Linked DNA regions of Sus scrofa: regions 2, 3, 4 and 5 are each linked to region 1. A link is a contact called in public Hi-C and HiChIP or PLAC-seq data. All regions are on one chromosome and are shown on one strand. Each heading gives the region's core, a stretch centred on a gene start, on an enhancer-like site or on the middle of the called end of the contact. The rest is flanking DNA. Distances are from core to core; before and after follow the strand shown. Region 1 holds the start of PTRH2 (peptidyl-tRNA hydrolase 2, mitochondrial). Region 2 holds the start of RNFT1 (RING finger and transmembrane domain-containing protein 1). Region 3 holds the start of RPS6KB1 (ribosomal protein S6 kinase beta-1). Region 4 holds the start of DHX40 (probable ATP-dependent RNA helicase DHX40). Region 5 has its middle 4.0 kb from the start of MIR21.

Region 1 (2,621 bases), core at 53-2,552:
GCCAGAGAATCATAAACCAAAGACATCCTGACTCCTGAAACTACAATTAAGAAAAATCACTGCAATTAAGAACTGTCACAAGATGATGATTAATCCCATCCCATTTGTTCTTCCCCTTCAAAAAATACAAATAAAAGAACACCCTAACTCAGTGACCAAGTTGGAGTGGATTTGAGGCTTGCCTCCCACTACCTTGGCTTTGCTCTACAACAAACGCTGCACTTTCCTTCACCACAACTGGAGGTGGAAGCGGTAGGCAGGTTGGCTTTGATGCCGTTTGGTCAAGTGGACTCAAGTTCGGTGGTTAACAATAAAAACAAGTCTCTTAGCATGAATTCGAAGCATCATACAATTTGGTTTCAACCTACTCTATCCTTCTAACCTACTCTCCCTGCAACATACGGTACTTTCCAGCCACACCAAATTCCTAGGTACTTTCAAGCAGCAGTCTCTCCCCAAAATAATTTTTTCCACTTCAACACACAAAAACATCCTCTTCACCCATGAAAGCAATGAAATCTGTCTCTTAAGTCTTAATTATTTACTTTCCAGAGCCGCAGTAGCAATTACACAGAGCCACTGCAGTGTATGTTCTCAACGTCCAGCGCAGTGCCTGGAGTAAAATGCTCAAGAACTGAATACTCCTCTAGACATTATGTCCGTGTGACACAGGAGGACAAGTTTTTTGATCATATCCCTAAAGATCTTTTCTTTCTTTGTGGGACTCAACAACTCGCTATGCTGCGGGGTATTCAATAAATGCTCAGCAGCGTGTGAGGCCTGCTCGGTATTTTCGCACATTCAGAGCGACTGCATCGAGACTGCCTGAGTGGAGGCGTGCCCTGGGAACTAGAAATTCTGGGTCCTTGCCCTCCCCAGCAGTTAGGTCCCTTCTTCCCAAAAGACGACTGGCCAAACCGGAACAAGGACTCCAGCGGCCACTGGGCGGAAGAGTTTACGAAGATGAAAGAAAGGGGTTTAGAATGAGATGAGAAGAAACGGTCCACCTGGAAAGAGAATGGAGAAGGACATCCCTCTCCTATGCCCTATTGAAGGGCCAACCTACCGAGCGCACCTTCCCTCCGCCTCACCCGCGCCTTTGCTGTCTTCACTTCTAGGTAGCGAACACGCGTCTCTCGCTCGAGTTACCTCTTCCGGGGTTCCTGGACAACAAGTTCCGGATCAAAAACAGCGAAGAGATCAGTCATTCTTCCTCTCGCCCCGCCCACAGGTCCCTAACGAGACCAGAACTAAAATCCCGCGACGATCAGCCGAGGTGGCGGAAAGGAGCGGGGAACGTTTTTCTCTTGGAGGAGGTCTCCCGGGGGGAAAACGGACCGGAAGTGGCGTGAGCGAGTTCCGGTTGGCCGCAGCCCAGCGGCGGGTGTGAGAGTCAGTCGCGAGCAGCTTCCAGGATCCCGAGATCCGGAGAAGCCGGAGTCAGAGCGGCTAGGTAAGCGAGCACGGAGCACTGGGGACGGACGCCTGAGGCTATCCTCAGAGCTTGACTTCTTCTGGAGTTCTTTCACTTAGACGATGCAGATCTGGGGCACCGTGATTCCGACTTCAATCAGTGTTTTAGGGCTCTGCCGACTGTTTGAGTCTGGCAGTAGCTAGGTTATTTGGGACACCTCCCCGTGGTTGGCCACCGGTACTTTGAACCCATGCACTGGACTCCCAGCCATTCCCTCTAATCGCCGCGGACTTGGAAGTCGTTCTGAGCTTGTGTAGAGTACCCTCTTCCTCCCCAAGTATCTAGGACCTTAGAGTAAATGGAAAAGCTATCTTCCCTGCCGATGACCAAGCTTTTTCTCAGGATCTGTCAGTTAAGTTCTTGCCCTTCCCAACCGCTAGCGCATGATTCTAAATGTACCCCTTTCTAAACAAAATTCAGATGTGCAAGTGCCATCTAAAGCGTTGGTGGCCAAGGGAGTGGGGCCTCCCCTCCGTAGATCTCTTGCAAAGAGGACCTTCATGTTACCTCCTACTACGTTCATGAAGAACAGTGTTCCCTGCCTTTTCCAAATCCCTGACCCCTGACCAGTGTATTTCTTTACAGTGGAGATATTTGCAGTAAAACATGAAGGTTGGTTTAATAACTAAACTTCCAAAAAGCCATATGTGACCCTGTGTCACACTGCTTAAGATTATTATGACTCTCAGTGAGTTTTACACTATTTTGTTTTCCTGCAAATTCATGCAACAATCTCTTGATAAACAGGCTCTGGCACTGTTTACCTTTCTTGACAACATAGCCCCTTTTCCTTTTCCTAACTGTAATGTTAAGAAACATAGCTCCCTTTCCTAACTTTTGCTTCTTCTTTGGCGCTTCCTAACTTTAATGTCTTTTACTTCTCCTTTGTAGAGTGCACTGATCCTTTGGAGAGGTTTGGACGAGTATTTCTAATGTTGTAATGATGGGGAAATTAATACTCTGACTGCTGTTACTTTTTAATTGTGTTATCATCCACCCTGATTTTAGTTGTGTATTCTTAGCATAAATGATGATAGGAAACTATTATTTACTAGGCAATATTTTATGCATTCTAGATTATGTTTTAATTGACCTTTGGAAGAGGTAGCAGTATCCAGATAAATGTGGCCTATTTGTGTAGCTGTGT
Region 2 (2,621 bases), core at 66-2,565, 240 kb after region 1:
GCAGATTCTACATCTCATAAGTGTGAATCTCTTTTTCTTTTTTAATGCTTGGAAAGGCTAGGAGGAAAAAAAAATTAAATCTTAACTCCTTATTAAATATCATCATGGAGAACTAATCATAAACATTTCACTCAGGTGACCTACAAATTTCGTTTTATGCTGAAAGAGCTTTCACAAAGTTAATTAAAAAGTTTCCAATAATTAAAACCAAGAGTATTACCTTTCCCCGCCCCTCAAAGGATGTTACCTAAATACCTTTAAAATAGGGAGGCTTGGAGAGGCACCAGGTAATCGCTAAGTAACTCTTCGGTCTGAATAAGGATAGTTACGGGGTCTGCCCGTTAAAAATGCCACCGTGGAGGGAAGGGGAACGAACACAGGCAGGGAAATAACCCACAGGATGAGTGTGGGTAGCTGTCGGGGATGCCACAATCCAGCTGACGAAACCGTTTCTGGAGGAGGAAGCAGGGGTTAACGTCAGGGGATATTATGTCATTCTATTCATTCGTAGGTTTGAATTTTTTTTTTTCCAGTTACTGAGGGGCGGTTTGGTTTTTAACTGCCTTTCACTAAAGGCTTTTTCACCGATGCTCCAAACGTCACGACTGCTACTATTTATTTCCTCAAACCTCCGAAGACCGACGTTGGACTGAACAGTTTCTGCGCCTTCTTTCATAAATTAAAACAGAGAACCCTCCCACTCTCCTCCAAGCACGAGCAAGAAAGGGGAGAAAAAAGAAAAGTAAACGCAAACGGCTCTTCCGGAATCTCCAGGTCAGAGTTTTCCACCCACGTTCGAGCTTCGAGCGCCTCAGTTATTCTCCCCAGAACCCATTCGCCGGGGTCCCTCGCCTCCTTCATCCGTTTCCCCCAGACCTGACCTCTCATGACGATGGGCGGACCAGGGCCCGGGCAGCGACCGCAGGAACTGTGGCAGACGCCGCCTCGAGGCCTTCAACCGGGGCCATCACCTTGAAACCCCCACCACCTGCAACCTCCACTCAGCTCCGCGGCGGCAGCGGCGGCGGCGGCGCGCGCGCGCGCGCTCGCTCCCTGGACGTCTTCACGCGCGCGTGCCCCGCCCCCGGGCGACGCGCCGAGGGGAGGGCGCCGCCGACCCGAGTGGGGTGCAGGCCGTCAGGGGTGCTGGCTGTGAAGAGCGGTCTGTGCCCCACAACTCCCGGCAGCCGGCTGCGTTAAACCATGAGCTGCATCCAGTCTGTGCGTACGTTTGTGTAACCTGCCCTCCTACACCCCTCCTCACCCCCTCCTCAGAGATCCGGACGTTTCGAGGTTAAAAATGTTTTGGCTTCGAGAACCTGCCCTCGGGGGAGGAGCCTGCCGTTGGGGGCTGGTCTGGTCCCGCCTCCCGTGCGCCAGCCCCTGGGTCCCGCCTGGCTCGCGTCTCCCGGGTTCCGAGCTGGAGGAGCCACGTTGGCGAGGGCTCGACGCGCCTCTGAGCGAGCCGGGCGGGGGCGGGAGCGGTCTGGTTTCCCCCAGCTCAGCTGAGCCAGTTGTGGATGGGCGGTGAAGTTTTAACTGAACTCGGGTTTTCTTTACAATTCTGAAGTTGCACTGTGAGAACAAGACCCTGCCGAAACCTGAGAATAGAAATGGAGAAGTGAGGATAATTTAGGTGGGGGTGGAAGTAGAAGTTAAGAGTTTAAAAACCTTGTTTTCTAGGGAGCTCTGTAGTGTCTTCGCTGTAATTGTTAACCTAAAACTTCTAAAAATAAAAGGTGTATTAAGAAAAAGTTTGGAGAGTTCTCCTTGTGGCTCAGGGGGTTTAAGAACCGGACTAGTTCGTATCCCTGGCCTCTCCCATTGGGTGTGGGTTAAGGTTCCGGGGTTGCACGGACGACGCTCGGTTTGGACCCCTCGCTCAGGAACTTACATGTGCTGCAGGTGTCGCCCTAAAAGGGGAAAAAAAGAAAAAAAACTTTGAACAATGAAACAAAAAAGCTTACCTCTTGATCCTCAGCCCAGATAGATTCTAAATGTTACTTGTTTTCCAAGAATCTGTCCCATCCCTCCCCACCACGAATAGCCTTTCTATTTTGAACCTCGAGTTTTTTTCCCTTTAATATCTGGAATTTGACGTCAAGTAGGTAACTCTTGATGGTCTTCCTACAAGTCTTGAAATTAAACATTCAATGGCTTGGGTGAGGGGTTCAGTCTTTCCTCACTAGAGAGGATGCATTTGCTTACATACACACACGTCATGAGTTGAATATCTAGTGGAAAAAAAGGAATACTTTGTCTTATTACCGGTCGCTGATTTAAAGCCATTCACAGCAACTTTACCCAAGTTAGTTTGCTGGTGTGTGATTCCCTCCCCCCCTTTTTCTGCTGCTCCTGGGGCATATGAAAGGTCCCTGGCCAGGGATGAAATCCCAGCCATAGCTGTGAGCTATGCCACAGATGTGGTAACTTGGGATCCTTAACCCACTGTACCAGGCTGGGGATAGAACTGGTGCCACCACAGAGACAAGCCAGATCATTAACCCACTGCACCATAACAGGAAGTCCTGGTGTGTGATTTTTGAGCCTCCTTAATCATGAAATTTTTTGCACCTTATTTTCTCCTATAATCGACTACAACTGAACCCACTATTTAATCT
Region 3 (2,621 bases), core at 60-2,559, 180 kb after region 1:
CAGTGAGTTAAGGATCTGACATAGCTGTGAGCTATAGTATAGCTCAGAGATGCAGCTTCGATCCCACATTGCTGAGGCTGTAGCATAGGCTGGCAGCTGCGGCTCAGATTCGACCCCAGGCCTGGGAACTTCCATATGCCTCAGATGTGACCCTAAAAGAAAAAAACATTTTTAAAAATACTATATATGTCTATGGCGCTGTAGATAAAATAGCTATCTTGTCTAAGAAGCCAAACATTTAAGAAAGTTGTTCTTTTTCTTTATATGGTTTTGGGATTTACTGTACCCAAATTCATTTATATAAAGCTCAATAGTTTTCAAATTTTCATTTGTAATCACTATTTTCCTAAGTATGCATTTAAAACAAACAAAAAAAAAAACAAAAGGAATCCCGGTTGAAGGAATTCATAGCATACACTTCACACCACAGGGACATAATGCAGAAGTTAGCTCAACAATAGCACATTTTATTAACATTAATATTCTCTCTTCCAAATAATTATTTTCTCCCTCCAATCGTCTTTCTGTTCTAGGCACCACAGTAACACAGGAAAGACTTTGTATTTAGCTCAGGGAGGACAGCATGGGAGACGAAGCTTGGGGGGAAAAAAAGACGGGATGAAATATTAGAGAAAGTATTCACTATTTTTAACAATGTAAAGAGACAACTTTTGGTTAAGACCTCACACCGAGTCCACGGAGCAATGGAAAGAGCTGTGGTTTGGGAACCAGACTCTGTACTTAAAATTATCAAACAAGCCTGCAAAATAGATGTCATTACTTTCATTTTACAGATAAGGAAACTTAAGGCTCTGAAAGGTTATGTGATTTTCGCAAAGCCACCGAACTAGTAATTAGCAAAGCCAAGATGCTCCCTTTCTATACCACCCCAGCAGCTCCCCAAAAACCCCACTCACTGCCAGCCCCAGAACCAGCCGTTTCTGTCCGGTTCAAATTCGAGGGGCAACCCTCTTATTATGCGCATGCTCTTTCAAAAGAAAAAAAAAAACTACAGAGAACGAATGCGCATGTACCACAAACGTAGAGATTTGTTGCGCTTTTTCCCCCCCGCCCTCCCCGCGGTGGGTGTTTTTTTTTTTTTTTTTTCCTATTCAGTAAGGTTAATTACGCATGTTCAATTTCAATTTATCAATTTCAGACACGGTACGCATGCTCGCTGTCCATCAAACTCTTTAGCTGACAATGCGCATGATCTGGCTTCCAAGAGAGGCTTCGGCTGGGCTTCTGCGCATGTTTCTGCCAGTACCTGGTTCCTGGCAATAGTTCTACGCATGTTCACTGCCCACAGTTCGGCTTCACAGAATCCTGTACGCATGCTCCAGTGCTGAACTTCAGGAGCCAGTCTGGGGCCTAAGCGCAGACGCACTGAGCCTAGGCAGCCGGTGATGGCGGCAGCGGCAGCAGTGGCTGCGGCGGGTCCGGGCCCATGAGGCGACGACGGAGGCGGGACGGCTTTTACCCAGCGCCGGACTTCCGAGACAGGGAAGCTGAGGACATGGCAGGAGTGTTTGACATAGACCTGGATCAGCCAGAGGACGCGGGCTCTGAGGATGAGCTGGAGGAGGGGGTGAGGCCCGGGGTCCCGGGGGGCCCGAGGTGACAGGGCCGGGGCGGTGGCGCGGGCCCTGGAAGCCCCGCGCGTCCGAGAGCGCGGAGACCCAGGGGGGAGCGAGTAGTCCGCGGGAGGAGCCGAGGTGCCGCGCGGCCAGAAGCTGGGGGTGGGGGGGGGACGGGTGGGGCGGACCTGGCCTTAGGTGTGAGGCCGCTGCGGGGCTTGCAGGTGCAGGTCGCGCCCCTAGCCCCAGAACAGCGCAGCTGGGAGCAGCCTGCGGAGGGAACGAGAAAGGGCGCGTGGTCGATTCCTGGAGCTAGTGGACTTAAATGTGGTGGGGCGCGAGTGGTGGAAGCGTGTGTTGGGGGGAGGGGGATTGCGCTGGCTGGGTGTCCCGTAAGTGCAGGTGAAGAGCGGAAGGGTTTCCCTTGAGTGTAAGATTTCAAGTATTAAATCTTCAGACCTCCCACAACCACCTCTTTTCTCGGCCTGTCGCTTCTCTCCTAGGAAGCGCTCAGCTGTTAGAAGTGACAGCTGAAAACTTCTGTCGGGAGTAGCGCTGCCGCTGCTGTTACAGCCACCAGGAGTTTTATTTCGGGAGCAAGGGGGCTCTGCTGCATCTTCCAGGGTTTGTTTGTTTGCTTTTTTTTTTTTTTTTTTAAACAAAAACCTCCTTCCGTGTGACTTTTTTGTTAAGCATTTATAACGACACACGGCATTTGTAACTTACTTTTCTCCCAGTTGAAGATGTCTACATTTTTTCAAAATACTTGATGTAATTTTGGGGTGGAAAAAAACCAGCGTTGACAGCTGTGATTTGGCTTGCCAAAAATAAATTGCTTAAACTGAGACTTGTGAATGGTGGTGTGAGGGCTTTCCTTGCTGTAATTTGGGGTGCTAAATTTAGAATTGTTTTTCCTAATGCATAGCTTGGTTCACCTTTGGTTAGTAGTTTTTCTTTATTCAAGATTCTTTTTTTCAAGGTAAATTTATTGAAAAATCACAAGTTGTACGTGACATTCAAAATGGTATTGTCATACTAAATCAC
Region 4 (2,621 bases), core at 92-2,591, 150 kb before region 1:
TATAAATTTGTTAGAAAGTTGTTCTCACTCAAAATATGACAAACTTGCATTTTCAGAGATGTTAACCCGTCCCCTCTAAAAGGAGTTGGTATTCACAAATTTTTAATGAGCACAGAAAAATCTTGGGGTCCAATGACATCATCTGAAGGTTGGTCAGATAGGAGAGTAGTAGCCTTTAGTTAATGCACAGTGACAGCTTGCATTGTTTTCTTCAGCTGTAAGTGTTGGTTCATTTTTTTTTTTTTTATCCTTTTTACAGCTGCACCTTCGGCATATGGAAGTTCCCAGGTCCAATCAGAGCTGCATCTATGCCAGCCTACACCACAGCAACAGCAACGCTAGATCCACAGCCACAAAAACACCAGGTCTGCAGCTCACCACAACGCAGTATCCTTACATAACCCAGATCTCACTGAGAGAGGCCAGGAATGGAACCCGCCTCCAGTTCGGGTTTGCTACTGCTGAGCCACAATGGGAACTCCAGTGTTGGTTAATTCTAACAGTAGGAATGGTTGAAAAGTCGGAAAACAACCTTCTTGCACAGATTTTGTTATTACGACTGACATCACTTAACAAAATTTTAAGGTTCTATGTCAGGAAGACTGCTCCCCAAATTGCCTTTCTGAAAAAGTCACCCCACCCTTGATTGTTGTATATCTTTTAAACTTTTCAGCGCTTGTGGTTTCCAAGGAACCCACAGCCATTAAAAGTGAGCTTAACTCCTCTGCAGATCAATCATTCACTCATCCACCCAGCAAATTCAAAAACCAGCCCACTTCGAATCACTTTGCCAGGCTGAACGTTCCATGATTTTCTGAAGTTGCCGCGCTTGCATCTATTTGGGGAAAAGGGAAAGAAAATAAACATGGAAATAAATTAAAATGCAGGATCCTGCGAAGGGAATGTAGAGCGTATGCGACGTAAGTTTTGGATCCTATGGAACCAGAAGTTCGGCTCTGCAACTCGTGGGATGTATGCCTTAAACGGGTCAATTCAGGATACGCAAAGTGACAATATTATGGAACACCTCTAGTAAGGTTCCAGCTCCTGGCAAACGGTCACATAACGTTAGGTGTGTGAAGGTAGGCTAGGCTTGCAGGGACCACTGAGCAAAAAGGTGTCCCGTGCCCTTTTGCGCATAAGAAGAGAAACAGGAGGGAGCGCTTCCGGACCTCGGGGCTGGCTTTACAACACCCGCGCAGCGTACACCTTCAGGCAGCGGAGGACACTCCGGGGTGGACCGTCTGCTCGCAGCCGCGTGGCGCGGGTTGGGGAACTGCTCGCCCGCCGCGCGCCAAGTCAACGAACATCTGCCCCTCCCCTTGCTCGAGTCGCACGCGCGGAAGTAAACACCTCGACGTCATCAGGGCGCGTCTTCGCCTTTCCCCTCCCATCTCCTCAGATCGGTGGACGTGCTCACCTCCGCTTGGGGCCAGGTCTATGTCCCGGTTTCCCGCCGTCGCGGGCAGGGCGCCAAGGCGGCAGGAGGAAGGTGAGCGCTCAAGAGACCTTCAGGAAGAGCGGCCTTCGGCTGTTACCATCGCGGATAGAGGTGCGGTCCGCGGGACACTACGGAGGCCAGCGGGAGTTAGGGCATGGGGGGGTTTGGGAAAGATAAAAGTCTGCCTTAGGCAGGCAGAGAAGAGTAGGGTGGAGGTTGTAGCGTTTTTGTCGCCCTCCAAGCGGGAACCGAACTTTGCGTCCAGTGAGCACTTTGGTCTAGAGGGGGGCGGTCCCAGACGCAAGTTGGGTGAAAACCCTACTGGGGTACAAAAAAGTGAACCCCAGCGCAGAGACGCGTTCTGCTCTTAAATAGGCTCATAAAGCCTTTGTTCTCTACCCATTTCCCCCCCCCCCCGCCCCTTCGTCGGGCCGCCAGCCTGCCTTTGGGTACGGTATGAAGGGAGCCAGTTTCCAGGAGCCAGTTTCCATGGTTACCCACCACTTGGCCTTCTGGGATATCAGTCACTCTGAACAGGGACCTAACTTGAACCATGAATCAGAAGCAAACACAGGTGGCTTTTAATTCAGCTGAGAGTTTTTCTTCTGTGTTCCGGTTTTGGGTGTTTTGTTTAATAAAATTGGCTTTTGTGTTTCTGTATAGGTGTGTTTGCAAATACTTTGCCTTATACTAGGCTTACTCTGGCAGATACTTTGAGTCATGCATTAGCAAATGCTCAAGTTATTAGAGCTGACTATAAAGTTGCATTGGGCTTATAAAAACCCTTACTTGCAAATTGGATGTGAGTGATTTAACTGAGAAGTCATGGTTTGAGTCTTTCTAGCCCTGAAATTCTATTGTCGTTCTCTTTTCATTTCTGAGAAATTGAGTTAGTGATGTTTTTACAGGTCTTTTAATTTATAAACTTTTTTGTTGTTATTACAGAAGAGAAAGGATGCACATCACAGGAGGGAGGAACTACTCCAACTTTTCCTATTCAAAAACAAAGAAAAAAACTTATTCAGGCTGTGAGGGACAATTCATTCCTTATTGTTACTGGAAATACAGGAAGTGGTAAAACAACACAACTTCCAAAGTATCTATATGAAGCAGGTAATTTTATTCTGGGGTAATATTGGGAGTATTTAAAAAATATCCCCCACCCTTTTTTTTTTAAAGG
Region 5 (2,621 bases), core at 66-2,565, 140 kb after region 1:
TTTTAAAAGCTAAGTCACAGTCCATCTCTAACTCACATGATGAAACCTCCTCTGGTATTCACAAAACATAGTAAACGAAATGCTACACAAAAGTGCTACATGCGAAGTGTTTGTTCCTTTATTCTCAAAGACAAGGAGAAAAGAAAGCACATAGTGTACTTGAAAATTCTAGAAGCAGTTGAGTCATTTGTATCTGGTAGTTAGGGGCTTGGGTTCCTGCCCTGCCCTTCTCAGCAAAGCCAAGAGTTCACCTGAGGTAATACATTTGCCTTGAGGGTGAGGACTGAATTGCAGCAAATAACTTACATGTATTTGCATATTTAATCAGTACTCAGAAGAGATTATAACAAAAACCTGTTCTGGAGAGTTGCTTACTCATGGCCTTTGGAATTGTGTGGCGCTGGGACAGGCAGGTGCCAACTGTTTGCTCATTCTCTGACCTACTGGCCTTCCACAGTTTGCTGTGTGGGTGTTGAGACTACTGAAATAAAGTGAGTTGTGTTAGATGGCCCCCGCTGTCTACCCGAACACCCTGGATTCATTTGCGATCTGGGATCCTAGTTCTGCAGTTGGGCTACTGGCCCAAACTGTGGCCCAGAGCAAGTGAGTCAGTTCTGAGTGGCTGGCTCTGACTCTCTGGGAACAGAGACGAAATGCAGCCTAGAGCGCTTGTCAGCCAAATCCACAAATGTGTGGCAGTTTGGAAACCCTGGACATCTGTTCCTCTTCATTTAAAATAAACCTTTTTGAAAAGCACGGCGTTGCTTGGCTCCTCGATGCGTTGGGTCAGCAGCAGTTGCCGCTCTGAGGCAGCCTAGAAGCGGAGTTAGGAAGTTGGGAATCTCTGGGGCGCGCTTCCGAGAAAGTGGACCTGCAGCGCCTTGGGAAGGGAGGCAGGATTTACGGCCGCCGGTCCGTTTGGAAATCCCCTTCTGCGGTCGGCAGCCCAGGTGTGCAGCCCGCGGGGGAACCGTTTCCACATGACTCAGGACGCGACGGGACGGCCTGGCCGCACTCCAGCACGTTTTCCACCATGGAGGGTCTGTTTGCGTTGGAAACCACATTCCTGAATTCTTGAGGGGACGCCTCTGGCTGATTCTGAGGATCAGCCTGAGAGGGGACACCCCCCCCCGCCCCCGGCCCTTTGGAGCGTTTCCAGGGAGGGGTTGCCACGGGTCGCGCGGCTCGCGGGGACGGCCTTCCCCCCCAAAGCCCTGCGGGGAAAAGCCTTGTTTATTCAAGGAGGCCTCCGAAGGCCACGTTTCTCGCCCCCCACCTAATCCCCAACGTCATTTCCCTTTGTTGCCATCTGCCCCCCTCGAGGGAACAGCCTGAGCAGCTTTTTCCTTCAGGCCGCGTCGACTGACCCCGCCGGACAGCATTGCTTCATTGTGTCCCCGTCTGTTTCCGATGGGGGGCGGGTGTTTTCTCGGAGGGCGGCGGCTTGGGATTTGAAAAGAGGGGTGGTTCCGCCTTTCCCCGAAGGTGGGGGATGACTGTTCACATTACTTTTGTCTTCCTTTGGCTCCTCACCAGGTTGTGTAGGAAACAAAAGAGCAGCTCAGGTTCACTTCTCTTGGCAGTAAGTGCTGAAGCCCAACGCTCCACGTCACCAGAGAACCTTGTTGTTCTCACCCTCTTTTCATTACTTAAGAAGATAAAAGCCAAAAATAACAAGAGGAGGCCTTTTTCTGCCTTTCATTTTTTTGGGCACCTCCTAGTGTCTTGAGAATCGGTTTCACTTGAGTGACAGTCCTAAGCCTCTTCAAGCAGCCAGACTTTCTCTATCTAATCTCACTTGGTTTGGTTTTTTTTCTTTGGTTGGGTTTTTTTTTTTTTTGGTCTTTTGAGGGCTGCACCCGCGGCATTTGGAGGTTCCCAGGTTAGGGGCAGAATCGGAGCTGTAGTCCCTGGCCTACACCGCAGCCACAGCCATGCCAGATCCAAGCCATGTCTGCGACCCACACCACAGCTCACCAGCAACCCCACTGAGCGAGGCCAGGGATCGAACCTGCATCCTCATGGGTGCTAGTCAGATTTGTCTCCGCTGAGGCACAAGGGCCACACCCTTGAGGCTCGCTCCAGTCTGCCCCTTGCACCAGCCCCTTCTTCCTGCTCCTGTGTCCCCTCCATGGTTTGTTCTTTGTTCACAACCACTGATCAAGATTAGCTCCCAGGAACCTTCTCTGATGTGCCCTGTACCAGGAAACACAGTGGATTTATTGTAACTGTGATAATGATTGCTTGCTTGCTTTGCACCAGGCACTGTTTTCAATGCTGTTTTATGTGTATTGTATTTAATCATTAAATCCTTACAATAGCCCCATGAGGAAATTAAGCAGAGAAGTCCAGTGATTTGCTGGAGGAAACAAGGAAGTAGAGCAAGAATTCAAATATTCTGGATCCTAGCCACTCAGTTCTGCGGAAAAGTCTGGTACAAAAGTCCAAACTTCTGCTTACTTGTTTCATCTTATGATCACAAGGTAGGTGATGGGGAAAGGGAGAGTGCAGCACATTAAAAGGCCACAGCTGAAAAAGTTTTGCATTTAAATTGACGAGCAGCCTTTGCACGTCCCTATGCCAAGTGTTGGAAAAGCCAGCTCCACTCTTAGCCATCCTGT

Evidence for each region. Hi-C and Micro-C count contacts between places; a contact is called where the count stands out from the background. HiChIP or PLAC-seq counts read pairs in DNA pulled down with a chosen protein or histone mark.
Region 2: a contact with region 1 is called in an H3K27ac HiChIP or PLAC-seq map of alveolar macrophages. The contact joins the promoter of RNFT1 here to the promoter of PTRH2 in region 1. A contact is called at or near these places in 1 of 47 Hi-C or Micro-C datasets (liver) and 1 of 2 datasets of contacts at active chromatin or transcription factors (alveolar macrophages).
Region 3: a contact with region 1 is called in an H3K27ac HiChIP or PLAC-seq map of alveolar macrophages. The contact joins the promoter of RPS6KB1 here to the promoter of PTRH2 in region 1. A contact is called at or near these places in 1 of 5 promoter capture datasets (liver), 3 of 47 Hi-C or Micro-C datasets (embryonic fibroblasts, liver and skeletal muscle) and 2 of 2 datasets of contacts at active chromatin or transcription factors (alveolar macrophages and skeletal muscle).
Region 4: a contact with region 1 is called in a Hi-C map of liver, with 7 times the contacts expected there. The contact joins the promoter of DHX40 here to the promoter of PTRH2 in region 1. A contact is called at or near these places in 3 of 47 Hi-C or Micro-C datasets (heart right ventricle, liver and skeletal muscle).
Region 5: a Hi-C map of liver shows a contact between it and region 1, with 1.9 times the contacts expected there. The contact joins the enhancer-like site here to the promoter of PTRH2 in region 1. A contact is called at or near these places in 1 of 5 promoter capture datasets (liver), 7 of 47 Hi-C or Micro-C datasets (adipocytes, embryonic fibroblasts, epiblast stem cells and 3 more) and 1 of 2 datasets of contacts at active chromatin or transcription factors (alveolar macrophages).

Annotation. Positions count from the first base shown.
Region 1 is chr12:35,931,927-35,934,547 of Sscrofa11.1, forward strand. It overlaps PTRH2 (peptidyl-tRNA hydrolase 2, mitochondrial), which reads right to left and starts at 1,303. Exons shown (of 2, transcript XM_003131669.4): 1 at 1,150-1,303.
Region 2 is chr12:36,173,820-36,176,440 of Sscrofa11.1, forward strand. It overlaps RNFT1 (RING finger and transmembrane domain-containing protein 1), which reads right to left and starts at 1,316. Exons shown (of 9, transcript XM_021067295.1): 1 at 882-1,316. LOC102157680 (a long non-coding RNA gene) reads left to right here and starts at 1,098. Exons shown (of 5, transcript XR_001299904.2): 1 at 1,098-1,221.
Region 3 is chr12:36,110,275-36,112,895 of Sscrofa11.1, forward strand. It overlaps RPS6KB1 (ribosomal protein S6 kinase beta-1), which reads left to right and starts at 1,310. Exons shown (of 15, transcript XM_003131671.5): 1 at 1,310-1,588. The coding sequence starts at 1,448. TUBD1 (tubulin delta chain) reads right to left here and starts at 1,032. Exons shown (of 6, transcript XM_013981124.2): 1 at 918-1,032.
Region 4 is chr12:35,780,213-35,782,833 of Sscrofa11.1, forward strand. It overlaps DHX40 (probable ATP-dependent RNA helicase DHX40), which reads left to right and starts at 1,342. Exons shown (of 18, transcript XM_005668994.3): 1 at 1,342-1,492; 2 at 2,387-2,554. The coding sequence starts at 1,441.
Region 5 is chr12:36,067,961-36,070,581 of Sscrofa11.1, forward strand. No RefSeq gene overlaps it. Among named protein-coding and RNA genes, the nearest start is that of MIR21, 4.0 kb to the left of the region's middle. Within about 2 kb of position 1,316, at least 58 of the 83 cell types and tissues checked have an H3K27ac peak or open chromatin away from gene starts, as enhancers often do. A contact at or near this core is called in alveolar macrophages, embryonic fibroblasts, epiblast stem cells and 2 more, where this site is marked.